2 separate regions of the Mustela erminea genome follow, and region 1 is linked to region 2. The links are chromatin contacts, called in public Hi-C maps. All regions are on one chromosome and are shown on one strand. Each heading gives the region's core, a stretch centred on a gene start, on an enhancer-like site or on the middle of the called end of the contact. The rest is flanking DNA. Distances are from core to core; before and after follow the strand shown.

Region 1 (6,864 bases), core at 1,788-4,287, 320 kb after region 2:
CATGTTTCTCAGGAATAAGCATTGCCTCATTTAACCTATATTACCACCCTCTGTGTTAGACATTATTGCATGATTACTCCTGTTTTATTGAGGAGGAAACCCAGGCACAGAGGAAAAAGCATGAAAAATAGCACTTCACAGAAGGTTATTTATAATTCAGCAGAATTTACCTTTTTCTGTCCTGGGCAAGATTTCTCAGATTTCTCGTTATCATGTTCACAGGTAGAGGTCAACATACTTACCGGCCTCTAAAGCCCAGGCACCCACCTATCAGGACGGACTCTGGGTATGGCTCAGAGGCACGGGTCCCGGAAACCCCCCTTTTAAAAGCTTTCCAAGTGACTTGAAGACACTAGGATTTAAGCTTTTGGTACCTAGACCATCAGGGCATTCTCAGGGAAGAGGCCCACTGTTAAAAATATTTTGACATTATGATTCTTCTTTAATAGGATAATTAACCATGGGACATACCAGCTATTATGTTCCTGAACTCACTGCTCAAAACCACGTGCCTGGCTGTCCTGGGGTTCCCAGTGCCTCCTGGAAGAGTGCGGCCCCCGTGCTTCCGGAGACACCCCCTCCCGCTCCGTGCCTACCTTTCTGGCAGTGCAGCCCCTCAAAGCCCAGGGGGCAGTCGCACTCGTAGCTCTCCTTCCTGGGCCGACAGCTGCCCCCGTGTGCACAGGGCCCCGCCACGCAGGGGTGGGCCGCGTTCTCCACGTTCACGCCCCACGTGAAGTCGTGCTTCAGGTGGATGGTGCGGTCGTTCAGAATGATCTGCAGGGGACAAAAGGTCAAGACGTTTGGGCACTCGGGACACATCTTCACAGTCGGCTGAAGCCTCCCTCGGCATCCTCCCCTGCGTGACGCCTGGTGAGGGAACTTTCATAAAAGAGAAAACGTCAAGTTCGTGTTTGTATCACCTTGTAAAAGCGATGCAGAAACTGATGTCATTACCTGTGGCCCTTGGGAGACTCTGCAGAGAGGAAAGCATCCTCTGGCTCTGGAAGATTCCAGGAGGTCATAAAGAGGTCCCCATAAATGAGGGTCCTCAACCTGGCTGCCTGTTAGAATGGCCTGGGGAACTTTAAGAAAAGTACCGATGGCCGGGTGCCACGCAGGTCCCCCTGCAGCATCTCTGAGGGTGGGGGCCGGTCAGCAGTCACTTTTAAAAGCTTTCCAAGTGACATGAAGATGCAGCCAAGGAAGAAAGGAGCTGCTGTGAAGCCAAGTAGGAAAGAATATAAAAGAAAGAACCACACGGGCAGGAACCAAAGGGGAATGGATGGCTCCTGGTGGCAGTGGGGCTGGGAGAAGCTTCACCCTGTGCTGCTGCGTTCTTCTGGCTAATGGGCTCTGGGGAATCTACAGCTCCATCAACTGGGTCTTCCTGATTGTCCCACCCCCTCCTCTATGAATTCCCTTCTTCTCCACATCCTGTTCCCCACCATTTAAAAAAAGAAAGAAAGAAAGAAAGAAACTCAGATGCCATTCTTAGCACTGCGTGCAGCCTCGCTGGGACAGGAGAGCTCTTTTGCCTTCACACCCTTCTCCCTGCAGTGGGGGCTCTAGTGCAAATGAGGGGTGACGGGGAGAGGTTACTGGGCTTTCCAGCCTCAAATAAACGGAGCCAAGCTTTTCAGCCCTTGCTGTGGAGAGTGTGTTTGTTTTGAGCTGTGGGTGCTTCAGCGTCATGCACTTCCAACCTTGGCTGCATCTTTGAGTCAGTTTGTGGAATCTGCGGACAGAGCACCTCTCAGAAAGACCTCCACCCTGCAGGGCGTCCTAAGAGGTTAGCCGTGGTCCTTCCTGCCACTAATGCGTGGTTCCACAGGCTTGCCTAGACCTTGGAGGGTGTTGGGAGAGTGGGAGAACACTTCTTTTCCTGGTCTTGAATCTTACAAGCTGCAAGAAAGCAGCCAGAATCCTTCTATAGTTGTCCCCTTTTCATGCTCCGAGTGAAAGACTGTGAAACTGAGTCATACGTACTTGAGACAAGCCAAGATGCTACCGTCCACCGGGGGACATGGCAGAGCCAGTGACTCAGCCCCTGGGAGGGGAGGGTGTCCTGCCCAGGAGGTGCGGAGGAAAGGGTTCTGTGCGCTGTGTGAAGGCGGGAGGGGGAAAGCCTGACAAGGGTGGGGAGACGGTGTGGGGTCCCCTTAGCATCTCCGCTTTCTAAGTGAGAATTTCAAACACATGATTAAACACAGCCAGCCGTGCTGATGGGGGACTATGGGCTGAGCTGAGGTGTCACGGATATCGCTGTTCAGCCACACACGGAAACACATCAGAGTCAGCAAGTGTTGACTGGACCCCTTTTGTGGGACCCACACCGGGATACAAGAGGAGAAAGAGCTCCGTGGGGCCTCTCTGGTTGCAAATCATGAAAGGGCCTCCTTTCCCTGGCCTCCTTCGTTCTGGCCTCCCCCACACTTCATCCCAAGGCTAGAAAGGATCCGCAGCCCACCACCCACCCTTGGTTGCTAAAGGAAAACAGGACAAAGTTAACATCCAGGAATCGAATGTGCTTTTCTTCAAATCCTTTTTCTCCCAGGGTTTCATGGTCCTGGAAATCTGGTTTGGTGAGTCAGCCTGCATGTCTGTTACAGACAAAACATGTTATCATAACCGGAGAGGTCATGGGAAGCCCCAAGGGAAGGAATAACAGACAAATATGAGTGGGGTCAGTGCCCTATAGCTTCAACTAGCTGAAGGATTGTTTTTGCTCAACCTTCTACGGAAGGACTTCCTTCACCTATGCTCTTAGGGGCTGGGTTACGTGATGGGTGAACAATTGTTAACTTGCAGGGGTGGCAGTGGGCATGGAGGTGGGATTGGGGGTTGGCTTTGACTCGAGCAGACCACAGAGTAACCCCAAAGGGAAGCACAGAGCCAAGACCGGCTAGGAGACCCCCTCGGCCTCCTCCCCTTCGGCAGAAGCATCGGCAGCCACCTGCAGCCTGCTCCCTCCCTCAGCACTGCCCGGATCCTTTGGTGGATTGGCTGTAAGGATTCCTCTTCACTGAGCTGTGTTCATGGAATGTCTGCTGGACAGAGGCCTGGGAGCTGACGTTATCAGAAAGTGGGAATGGAAAGCTCTGTGGCTAGCATTAACAAAGAAAACCTTACAACTTTCCCCAAGCTTCTTTTTTGGAGGCATTGGATTACAGCGCTCACAGTTCTCGAGCCCATCATCTGCAGACCAGGCCACACAACAAACATGCGTAAGTGAAGCCGGTACCTTCTGGATGCTTCCACTAAATGGCTTCAGGATGCCCGAGTTCTTCTTCACGTCATCGTAATTCGGGACTCCGCCGATAAAAATGTCTGTGTTGCACTTAATCTGCGTGAAGCCTCCCTGCCAACAGAGGAGACACGAAACACGACATAGTTTCGGAAAAGGTAGTCAAGGCGACCAATGGGTACAGACACCCCGGGGACACAGCCCAGCAGGCTGGCTGGACTTCCACATTGGCCGGCATCGCCACTTACCCCCACTGTTGGAATGTCTGCAAGTGCAGTAACCTGTCCGAGACTCTGTTTAGACATCTATAAAATGGGAACCCTAATGTCTACCACCGAGAGCTGTCACCGTGCGTGTGGTGGGCTAAACGACTGCCACCCATAGTCAGCGCTTCTCCAAAAGCACCCCCTTTCCCTGCAGGAAGTCCAGCTCCAACCTGCTGATCTTGATGGGGCCAGGGAGCTGGCTCCAGGCAATAAAACTTGGGCAGCAGAGAAATGAATCACATCTTCGCAGAAGCTTTCCGAGGCAGAGAGTAGCTCAGGGTGACTCTCAGCCTGGGTGCCCCCTTCAAGCTGCACCTGATCAGGGACACCTGGGGGTCTCAGCCGATTAAGCATCTGACTTTGGCTGGTTTGGGCTCAGGTTATGATCTCAGGGTGGTGAGATCGAGTCCCGCCTCAGGCTCCGTGCTCAGTGGTGAGTCTGCTTGAGATTCTTTCGGTCTGCCCCCATCCTTCCCACCACCTCAAATAAATAAATAAAATCTTTTTTTTTTTACAAAAAGCTGCACCTGACCACAGATGGATATGCAAGTGAGAAATAAGCCCTTATTGTAGCTTTTGATATTTTGGAGGCGTTTGTGATTGCCATGAGCACAGTCTAGCCTCTCTTGAAGGCTGAGATCTGCTTCCTTAGCACTTTGCCCTGGGTTGGATGCATAATCAGCATTCCTGTGTAACCAGCTATTGTTATATGCGGCAGTGGTAAAGACAGAACCGCTGGAGGCCAAGAGAAAAGGCAGGCATGGTGAGTGGGAGACATTCCTTATCAACTACAAAGGGTAGAGAAATTCTTCTGTTTTCCATATTCTGAGAAAACTCCCCATGTCAACCCCCAGAGGCTTTCCCCTGTTACTGGTTACTTCCCAGCCTAAACTCTCAGGCGTGGGCTGGTCAACAAACTGTGTGTCATAGTTAGTGTCCAAATTCCTCCAGATAAGAGCTGTAAGCAAAAAGTTAAAATGTTCCAACAAAGGGGGGCACCTGGGTGGCTCGGTGAGTTAAGGCCTCTGCCTTCGGCTCAGGTCATGATCTCAGGGTCCTGGGATCGAGCCTCGCGTCGGGCTCTCTGCTCAGCGGGGAGCCTGCTTCTCCCTCTCTCTCTCTGCCTGCCTCTCTGCCTACTTGTGATCTCTGTCAAATAAATAAATAAATAAATAAATCTAAAAAAAAAAAAAAAAAAATTTGTTCCAACAAAGGGAGACACACTGAAATCCGGGATCTCTGCGATGAGCACTCTTTAGGTAACGTAAGCCAGGTTGCCTCCGATTTATGGGGAAATGAAATATAGATAGTAGCATCATCTAGTCATTGATTTAATCAGTATTATTGGGCATTTCTGTGTCCCAGGCACTAAATGCTGGCCAGACAAGAGGGAACAAGGAAGTTCCTGCCCTCCAGAGGCTTACACGGGCAGGTGGGACTCAGCAAGGACAGTTCCGGTGAGTCTGGAAGTACTTGCTGGCGGGAGGTGTGTGTCCCATACCCTAGCCTGGACCCAGAGAGTTGGGGAGGTGGAGGTGGTCGAGGAAGGGTCAGAATTGTAGAAACCAGACAAAGTCAGGGCTTGTGGGGAAACAGTAGGTATAGAACAGAGGCAGGGAGGGATCAGACACTGCGTGCATAGAAATTTGCTCTGTACCCAAAAAGCAGTGAGAGAAAATAGTCCTATCTGTGTTTTAGGCAGATCACTGGTCAGAGGGAAGAGAATGGATGAGCACCAGGTCTGAGTAGGGACGGGGAGACAGGGAGGGCAGAGAGGAAGGGGCACCATCTTGGGGGGAGCTCACAGTGGCGGGGTCCAGCCAGGTAATGGCAGAGAGGTCTTGACTGGGATGCAGACAGCACTGCCTTCAGTCAATAAGCTTCGGCAGCTTCCGGGGTTCTTATTTAACTGGCCCAGGGTTGGCAGGAGGCCGTGCTCATCAAAGAAGCTGAAGGGCTTTCCGGAATTCTAGCGGTTGCCTGGAACATTGCCCCAGGCAGCAGCTGTCACCACACACCCACAGGCACCCATCGCTGTCGTGTCTTAACTGCTACCCAAAAGTTCAAGTCAGATAATAAGAGGAGAGGAGGAAGGCTGTAGGGTCAGAGGGATTTCAGAGAAACAGGCTGTTTTGAAGAACCTTTGAGTTGGAACAGGACCGGCCTCATGGGGTGAGAGTTGCTTCCTTTCGGTTGCTGAGCAAAACCCTTGCCCCTACCCCTAACCCATTGACAAGAGGCTGGGCTGCAGCTGCCCCACCCATGGGAAACCGCAAGAGAAAAGCAAACAGACCCCACCAAAATGAGGCTTCGTGTCTAGATCTGCCACTTCTGGTTAGCTGGAGGTGGATGGGAAACCTGAGTGAAGCCACTGGTTGGAGTTTCTGGAGCCCTTATGTCGGGAATGGACTCAATCCTGGATGGTTGGTATTTCTCAGCTGAACAAACCAGGGCTCAGTTTGGCTTTAGTGTGGACACTTAGGGGCCGACATCCTGGGTTGACCCCCAGCAGTGTTCTCTAATCCCAGCCACCTCTAAGCTCTAGAACCACTATTCCTAATACCACTGCTCTATCAAAAGGGTCAGCCATGCCTTTGGATGTGGTATGGGCAGTGAGGGTAGCAGAAAGCCCTGGGGGGGGGAAGATGTGATTAAGGCTCAGCTCATTGAGATCAAGCATGGGGACTTCCACACCTGCCTCAGAGCTGCCTCAAAACAAACAAACAAAAAGATAAAACCATTGCACAAGCACCCAGAATAGCTACACTTAACCCTCATGTTTACATAGCTTTCCAGGTGGGAGTTGCGCTCCAGCCTGTCTGGTTCAAAAGCCAACAGGGAGGCAGAGGTTCCACCATGCTGGTTTAATTCTCACTCTCTGACATGGTAGCAACAGAAACTGTGAGGTATGGTTTTTACCATCGTGTTGTCTCTTCGCTGTAGAATACCAATGGTAAATACTATGTCCTGAAGAGTTCTTTATTTGTAACCAAAGGCCTTGACGCTACTATCTACAAATAACCCATTCTGCACTTTTGTTCCTGTTGTACAAATGTTTGTGACTAAGGCCTACAGAGATACAGTGCTTTTTTGAATTTATATTAAGTCAACATACAGTCAAGTCTACAGCTGTGAATTTCTACTTCTATCTTGGACTAAATTCAGCTGTTAGAATTTTCTGGGTCATATCAGAAGTGGTTCCTGTTCTCCCTTTACAATCCGTGTCCCTCTTTCCCTCCAACCACCCCTCCCTCCCCTCCACCCTGTTTTCCTTCCTTCCCTTTCTCCTTCTTTCCTTCCTGCCAAAATACATATAGAACATTTTGTAGGTCTGAAGGGTCCTCACCTCTT
Region 2 (6,494 bases), core at 955-3,454:
AAGCAGGACCAAAGGAAGGACAGTAATTCAGAGGTTTGCATCAGCTCCCTCACCTTCTCTGAGCAAGGTCAGCCTGTGGGGAAATCCCAACCCTTGTCCTCCCCTGTGAGCCCAGTGTTTCCCAGCCTCTACGGGATAACCTTTCGCAGTCTGAGCAGCTCTCCGAGCCAACCCTTTGCAGAAGAATGGAAGGCCCTGCTTGGGGGTGTGGGGTGGAGGCTGGGGAGACAAGGTACAACACAGGTCCAGAAGCCCTATCTGGTCTGGTGGACACCCACATACCTTTTGATTTCAACGAGAATCCCCTTTCTCACCCTACCAGAGACCCCAAACTCCCAAATTCCTGACTCCTTTGCCTGAAGGGGTGAATGAAAGTCTCTTCTCAAAACACCAATGTGATGGCAAGGTTTTAATTGGAAACGTTGGAGGAACAATCTATTGCAAGATGGCGCTGCCCAGAGAGCCCTCTGGGGAGGAGCCAGTTCTGAGTAGGGTAGCTTCCTCTCCACCTGCACCATCGGGGACGTGGGAACTGTGTGCCCCAAGGTTTCCAGGAGAACCGAGGTTTCAGAGACTGTCCCAGGATCTTTATAGTCTCACGTGGAACGGTCTGCCCCTGTTTCCTGGTTGGGGTGCAGACATCCCTGGCCCACATGCCCTGCTCCACATGCCCTGCTCCGAAATCTGCTTTATGCCCAGGGTCACCCAATGGTGGTCACAGGTCCTTGTTGGGAGCACTGGGCTGAAGAAGGAGTCCAGCCAGGGAGGGAAGCCTCCTAAACAGTCAGATTTGTCCAAGCCCCTGGGACACAGTAGGGGCACCGCGGGCAGGGAAGCTATTTTGGAAAATGGAAAGGGAGAAGAGAGTTGATAATAATCACATACAAACTTAAAACGGAACAAAGATGAAGTTTGAAAAAATATATACATATTCACAAGAAGGTACGGAGAACCATAAAAACCCAAAAGCAAGGGGAGAGAAACTGACAATAAAAATGCATATTCGCCGGACGACACCGTGAGCTTCCTTGCTCTGAAATGGCCCTCGAGACATCCATCTGAGCAATTACAGAACTCTCAGAATGCCACGTTTATCTGGATGCCCCCCACCCCCCTCTATTTAGATCTTTAAGAATCTGCCAGCCCTCCCAACATTTGTGTCTGTTACAGCAGGGATGCCTCTCCTGGCAGAGGACACACCAGCAGACTTAAGTGCCATGAGTCAGATTTTCAATTTTTAATTAAAGCACGGTCTAGCTAGGGTTTGATTTATTTAGACCTGAATTAATTTAGACCCTGGTCCACATAAATTTGCATAGTTTATTTTACAAGCTCATGACTGTATGGATTGTAAAACCCTTTAGCTAGATGACAATATAGGTGGTAAAATCATCCTCTTATCTTATTGAGCCACGAGAGGTAGAATATGATGTCTTAGGGCAGTGTTAACTTTATTCTGGAAACTAGCATTATAGAGGAAGTCTGTTGTATTTCTAAGTAAAGACATTTATGAGATCATTTAGAGATATTTCATCCCATATGTTTTCACTTAGTTTTAGTGATACAGTGAAGCCTTCTTCACAGCTAATAGTGCTGATTTTTTTTCCCTTTTCCCAGAATGGTTACAGATGGTCATAAATCCATATAGTAAGTATCTAGCACAAAACGTATCTGCTTCAATCAACTATAGTAAATACTTTTCACACTGCAGAAGTGTGAGTCATACAGATGTCACTTTCCTAGAATTCTGATCATGAAAAACACGGTGGCTAATTAATGTTCCCCAGAAGGGGTCATGGCGTACAGGAAATGAATCGGATGGTGACAGGAAGAAAGGTTGGGAGCACAGAGAGCTCTGGCTGAGGATTGTTGGTGAGGTCCCCAGTCCTGCAGCCAGAAACTGGCAGCAGCCTCCTCCTTAAGAAAGGGTAAATCATGCTGGTGCATTTAAACCCAGATTTGACCAGCCTGGAGATGCAGGCGTGGAGAGAGAAGGAAGGACGGGGAGGTTTCTGGGTGGGGCTCAGGGGAAAATGGCTGAGGGGACAGCAGTGAGTGTCTCCCTGCCCCTCCCAGCTCATCTGGTCTGAGCCCTGCCGTCAAGTTGCTTTTGTGGGTTTAGGGCTTTTACAGAACGGCTGAGCATTAAATGTGACCGAGTGGGCACGACTGGCATGTGAGCACTCATGACTCAGTTGAATGTGTGGCTCATGTCTGGTCATCACATAGCCCTCAGCAGGGAAAATGAGTCACAATCATCTTCTGCAGAAGGCCAAGTGAAATTTGCTTTGCGGGAAGAGAGCAGCAAGCTCCCCACGGTTGGGTGCCAGATGGGAGTGTAGGTGTTTGCTTTCCTGTGGTCTGTGCCCTGGGTGCTGGAAGGGGGGTACAGAGCTGGAGGCCAGACCTGCGTGTGGAGGGGCTCAGGCTGCTTTCTCCTGCTCTAGTTTGTTCTTTACACCGGGTTGGAGCCCCCACAAGGTCCAACGCAGAGTTATTTTTTCTGATGCACAGTTTGATGGACATGAAACATTTACAAAGGTCTAAAAATCAAATCAAATTTCATTACATGCTCAAATGAACTTATTTGTCAGAAACGAATGATTCTTCCAGGAAATCTGGAAAGGGGGTGTTACACTTCTAGCGATTCCTGAAAATCCTCATGTATTATTAATTTTTTCGGAGGGAGGGGCAGCAAGGGCCTTTGTTTGCAACACCAGGGGTATAGCTGTGTTTGTCTCAAGGAGGCATACTAACCATCTTTTTCTTTTTTTAAGTCATTTGGATGTGTCTGATCACAGACGGAGGTTGGGGTGGGGGGCGATGACTATTCTGTAATCCAATAAAATGCCAGGTGTTGCAAATCCCTAAAGACTGGGGCTATTGGGGCCACTACTTGGAAGCATTAGTAGGATCCTCTCCCTGCCCTATGCCCAGCAAGGGTCCTGGGGACCCTGCTGTGGACGTGATGGGAAGAAGAGTCAGCGTGCAGTGAGAGTCCGTGTACCATCTGCCAGTCCATCAGCAAACACCGGAAAGTCCCACTGGCACACAATACTACTTTTGTGAAAATGATGGGTTTATTGAATGGAAATAAGAAGCCAAGAAACCTGAGTACCATTTATAGCATATCACGGCAGTTAAGACTTGTGTTAAAAACCGAGCTCCATAACTGACGAGCTGTCTGACGATGAACAAATCATGTTATTGCTCCGTCTCGGTTCCCAGGAGGGCTGGGGCTTTTTAATCAGGACAAGCTGCCCTGCTTTAAACTCTCTTCTGTGTCTTCTAAGTTTCTTTGCTTGTATCTTGGATATAGCCTAACAAAGAAAAGGAGGCCAAGTAATTGTTTTTTTCTATACCTCCCGCTATCGTTTATAGAGTATATACACTTTTGTGCGGGGGGCAGGGGGCAGGAAAGACATGGTAACGTAGGACCGGAACCCCTTCTGTTGTAACCTGCATTCCTAATGACAGGATCTTGGTCCTGACCTTTATGAGTGCACACGAGAAGCAAAATCACCCTTGGCTCTTTAAGTACCTACGAAAGAGTGGACATGGTCACTGTAGTTGGGTTGCCCATCCTCTAACAGGAAAGACAAAAATGACCACAATACATACTTAGATCCAACAGAACAAAATAGGAGTTGGAAGAGGACAGAGAGGCGGAGCAGGGTAAGGAAGGACTGGAGCCGGGCAGGGAAACCGGACAAGTGTCAGGCCAGCCCTGAGCCGGGGGGATGCGCTGGGCATCAGCTGAGACACTTGCTGAATTTTCCTGGTGGCCTCTTCTTTTCTGTTCCCACCGGGGCATGGAAAGCAGGGCCGAAGGGCCTTTGCCGGCTCGGTTAGTGTTTGTACATTAATGCTCCATGACACCTCTAGCTGCTGCCGTCTCTGCCCTGGATGGAGGGAGACGCTCTCCGTTTTGTATTTTTAGATCCCAACCCCCGTGACCTTTCCTGAAGCTAATACGCAGTACCTGGGATGTTCCTTCCCTAGGCTTTCTGGGAAGTCCGACAGCCTTTCAGGGCAGCAGAGGGGATGCTGGAATCGGGGGTCTGGCTTTGTTGAGCCACCCAAGGTGCCCATGTGCACCACCTTGGCCTGGTACATGTATGCGTGTGTGTGTTGGGGGAGGAAGGGAGGACCGTGGAGGTTCCAGAAGGAAGCTCCCTGGGTCTCGATCCTACAGGTCAACTTGGAGGGTATTTTTGGATGAGTTTAGCGTTTAAATTTGGGAACTTTGAGTAAGCAGATTACTCTGCATAATGTGAGTGGGCCTCACCCAATCCGTTGAAGGCCTAAACGGGCTCCGAGGACCTCACTGAGCCTCCCGGAGTGAGAGGGAATTCTCCAGACTGCCTTTGGGCTTCATCTGCACCATTGGCTGTCCTGGGTCTTGAGCCTGTCAGCCCCTGTGACAGATCTGAGATTCATCACCATCCAAATTTGTGCAAACCAGTTCTTTTTAATCAATCGCTTTGTATTTATACACACACGCACACACCCCCTGTAAGTTCTGTTCCTCCGGAAAACCCGGACTAATGGGGTCCCTCACGTACCTCCCTATTCCCTAGCTCTCTCTCTTCTCCCTTTACTTCCTGTGGTGCTTTCTCTTTAAATCCTCTTCCCCTGTTCCTGCAGGTGGGGTCCCTGGGAACCGGAGCCTGGGGCCCAGAGTGTCTGTTAAGTCGTACCCCTGGTGTCCACAGCTGGGAAAAGGAGGAAGTGGGAGGAGGATTGAGATGAAGGAGAAGTAGAACCTCCAAGGTCCCCAACGGCAACCTTAGTCGAGCTCTCAGGGACTCCGGAGCGACAATGGCCTGTCTGAGTTGTCCCACACCTGCCTGAAGGGCCAGTCTCCATGCCTCCATCCCAGCTGCTCCATGTGGACAAGTCCTTGGGTCGGGCATCGCCCTGCAGCTGAGGCAGACCTGCAGGGCCTTGAGCTGATGGCAGCCCCGGGAGGGAGGCAATGTGTCCTCCTTAGCAGGGGCAGGCAGGGGCTGTGTCTTCAGTCACCACACCTGGGCAAGAGGATGCTTGATGTCCACCAGCAGGCATTTACTGACCTCCTTCGAAGTGAATGTTGTTTGTTTTTGTTTTTGTTTTTGTTTTTTAGATTTTATTTGTTTATTTGACAGACAGAGATCACAAGTAGGCAGAGAGGCAGGCGGAGAGAGAGGAAGGGAAGCAGGCTCCCTGCTGAGCAGAGAGCCTGATGCGGGGCTCGATCCCAGGGACTCTGAGATCATGACCTGAGCTGAAGGCAGAGGCTTTCACCCACTGAGCCACCCAGGCACCCCACGAAGTGAATGATTTTTATCTGGAGACTTAGCTGACCAGAATAAAGACTCCATCCACCTCCCAGCCCCCCTAGCGGCCGGGTGTGACTGTATGACTTGCTTTTGACCAGGGCGATGTTAACAGAAGTCTGCGTGTGTAGCTTCCACACGGTGTCCCTCCATGGAGTAAGAGAAGGGGGCTCTGGCAGTTACCTGGGAATGGAGGTTGCCCCGGCAGTATGGCGGGAGGAGTCTTCTTCTCTGCCCCGCCATGGAGTAAGAGAAGGGGGCTCTGGCAGTTACCTGGGAATGGAGGTTGCCCCGGCAGTATGGCGGGAGGAGTCTGCTTCTCTGCCCCGGGGGATTATTTACCAACGGGCTCTGGCTATCTCCAGACTTCTTGAAGGCGGGAGACAGACACCCTTTGTTTTTGTTTAAGTCATTCTGATCTGGGAATGTTGTGGTTTTTACAGCTGAAATTAATTCTGGTTTACACTTTCATATACCTTTTTCCCCCAAGGTAAAACTCACCCCTCCCTAGAGAGATAATCAAGGCCTATGCCATCTGGTCCTTTCTTGTTTTTTGCATCCTCTGTAATGGCCTCCTTCCCCCTCAGCCTAACTTCTGCTGGCTCAGTGGCAGAAAGAGTGAATCCTGGTCTCTGAGTTGACAGGCCTGGAGAGGGGCAGTGTGTATATAGGGGGGATTTGGGCCAGTGGGGAAGAGTGGAAGGGCTCCCACTCTACTTGTGGTCTATTCCCTCTTCTAATCTCCAAAAACTAAACTCACCTCATTATAACAGCATTCATTTCTTTCCAGCTATAGCCACCGGATTATCATGAACAACTCAGCTTCCTCTCATCTACATACATTCGACTCTATTTCATGTAAATTTGTGCTGATTCCTTTTAGGTTGGGCAGAATTTGGCCCCTTTTTACCCTGGATTACATTGCCGAATTTTATTATCTTAACTGACAATGAAGGGCTTCCTCTCAAGTAAATACCTTTCCTGCCCTTAGAGTAAGCATTGGGGGTGGAAGAAATTTTACTTCCCTTGCCCTCCAAATTTGGGGCAATCTGGGCAAAGACCAGGAAGTGGACGCGTGGAAAGAAGAGAGAACCCTCAGAAGGAGCAGGGAGGGGGTGAGGTGCTCACACCCCACTGTAGCAGAGGAGGCCTCAGGAGGCTTATCTTCATGATCTT

The links. Hi-C and Micro-C count contacts between places; a contact is called where the count stands out from the background.
Region 1: a contact with region 2 is called in a Hi-C map of fibroblasts, with 5 times the contacts expected there. The contact joins two enhancer-like sites. A contact is called at or near these places in 2 of 3 Hi-C or Micro-C datasets (fibroblasts and skeletal muscle).

What each region holds. Positions count from the first base shown.
Region 1 is chr3:134,182,009-134,188,872 of mMusErm1.Pri, forward strand. It overlaps EGFLAM (pikachurin), which reads right to left. Exons shown (of 24, transcript XM_032337564.1): 18 at 3,245-3,361; 19 at 597-777. Among named protein-coding and RNA genes, the nearest start is that of LIFR, 110 kb to the left of the region's middle. Within about 2 kb of position 3,038, the one cell type or tissue checked has open chromatin away from gene starts, as enhancers often do. A contact at or near this core is called in fibroblasts, where this site is marked.
Region 2 is chr3:133,865,332-133,871,825 of mMusErm1.Pri, forward strand. All of the region lies in intron 3 of LOC116586962 (a long non-coding RNA gene), which reads left to right. Among named protein-coding and RNA genes, the nearest start is that of OSMR, 30 kb to the left of the region's middle. Within about 2 kb of position 2,205, the one cell type or tissue checked has open chromatin away from gene starts, as enhancers often do. A contact at or near this core is called in fibroblasts, where this site is marked.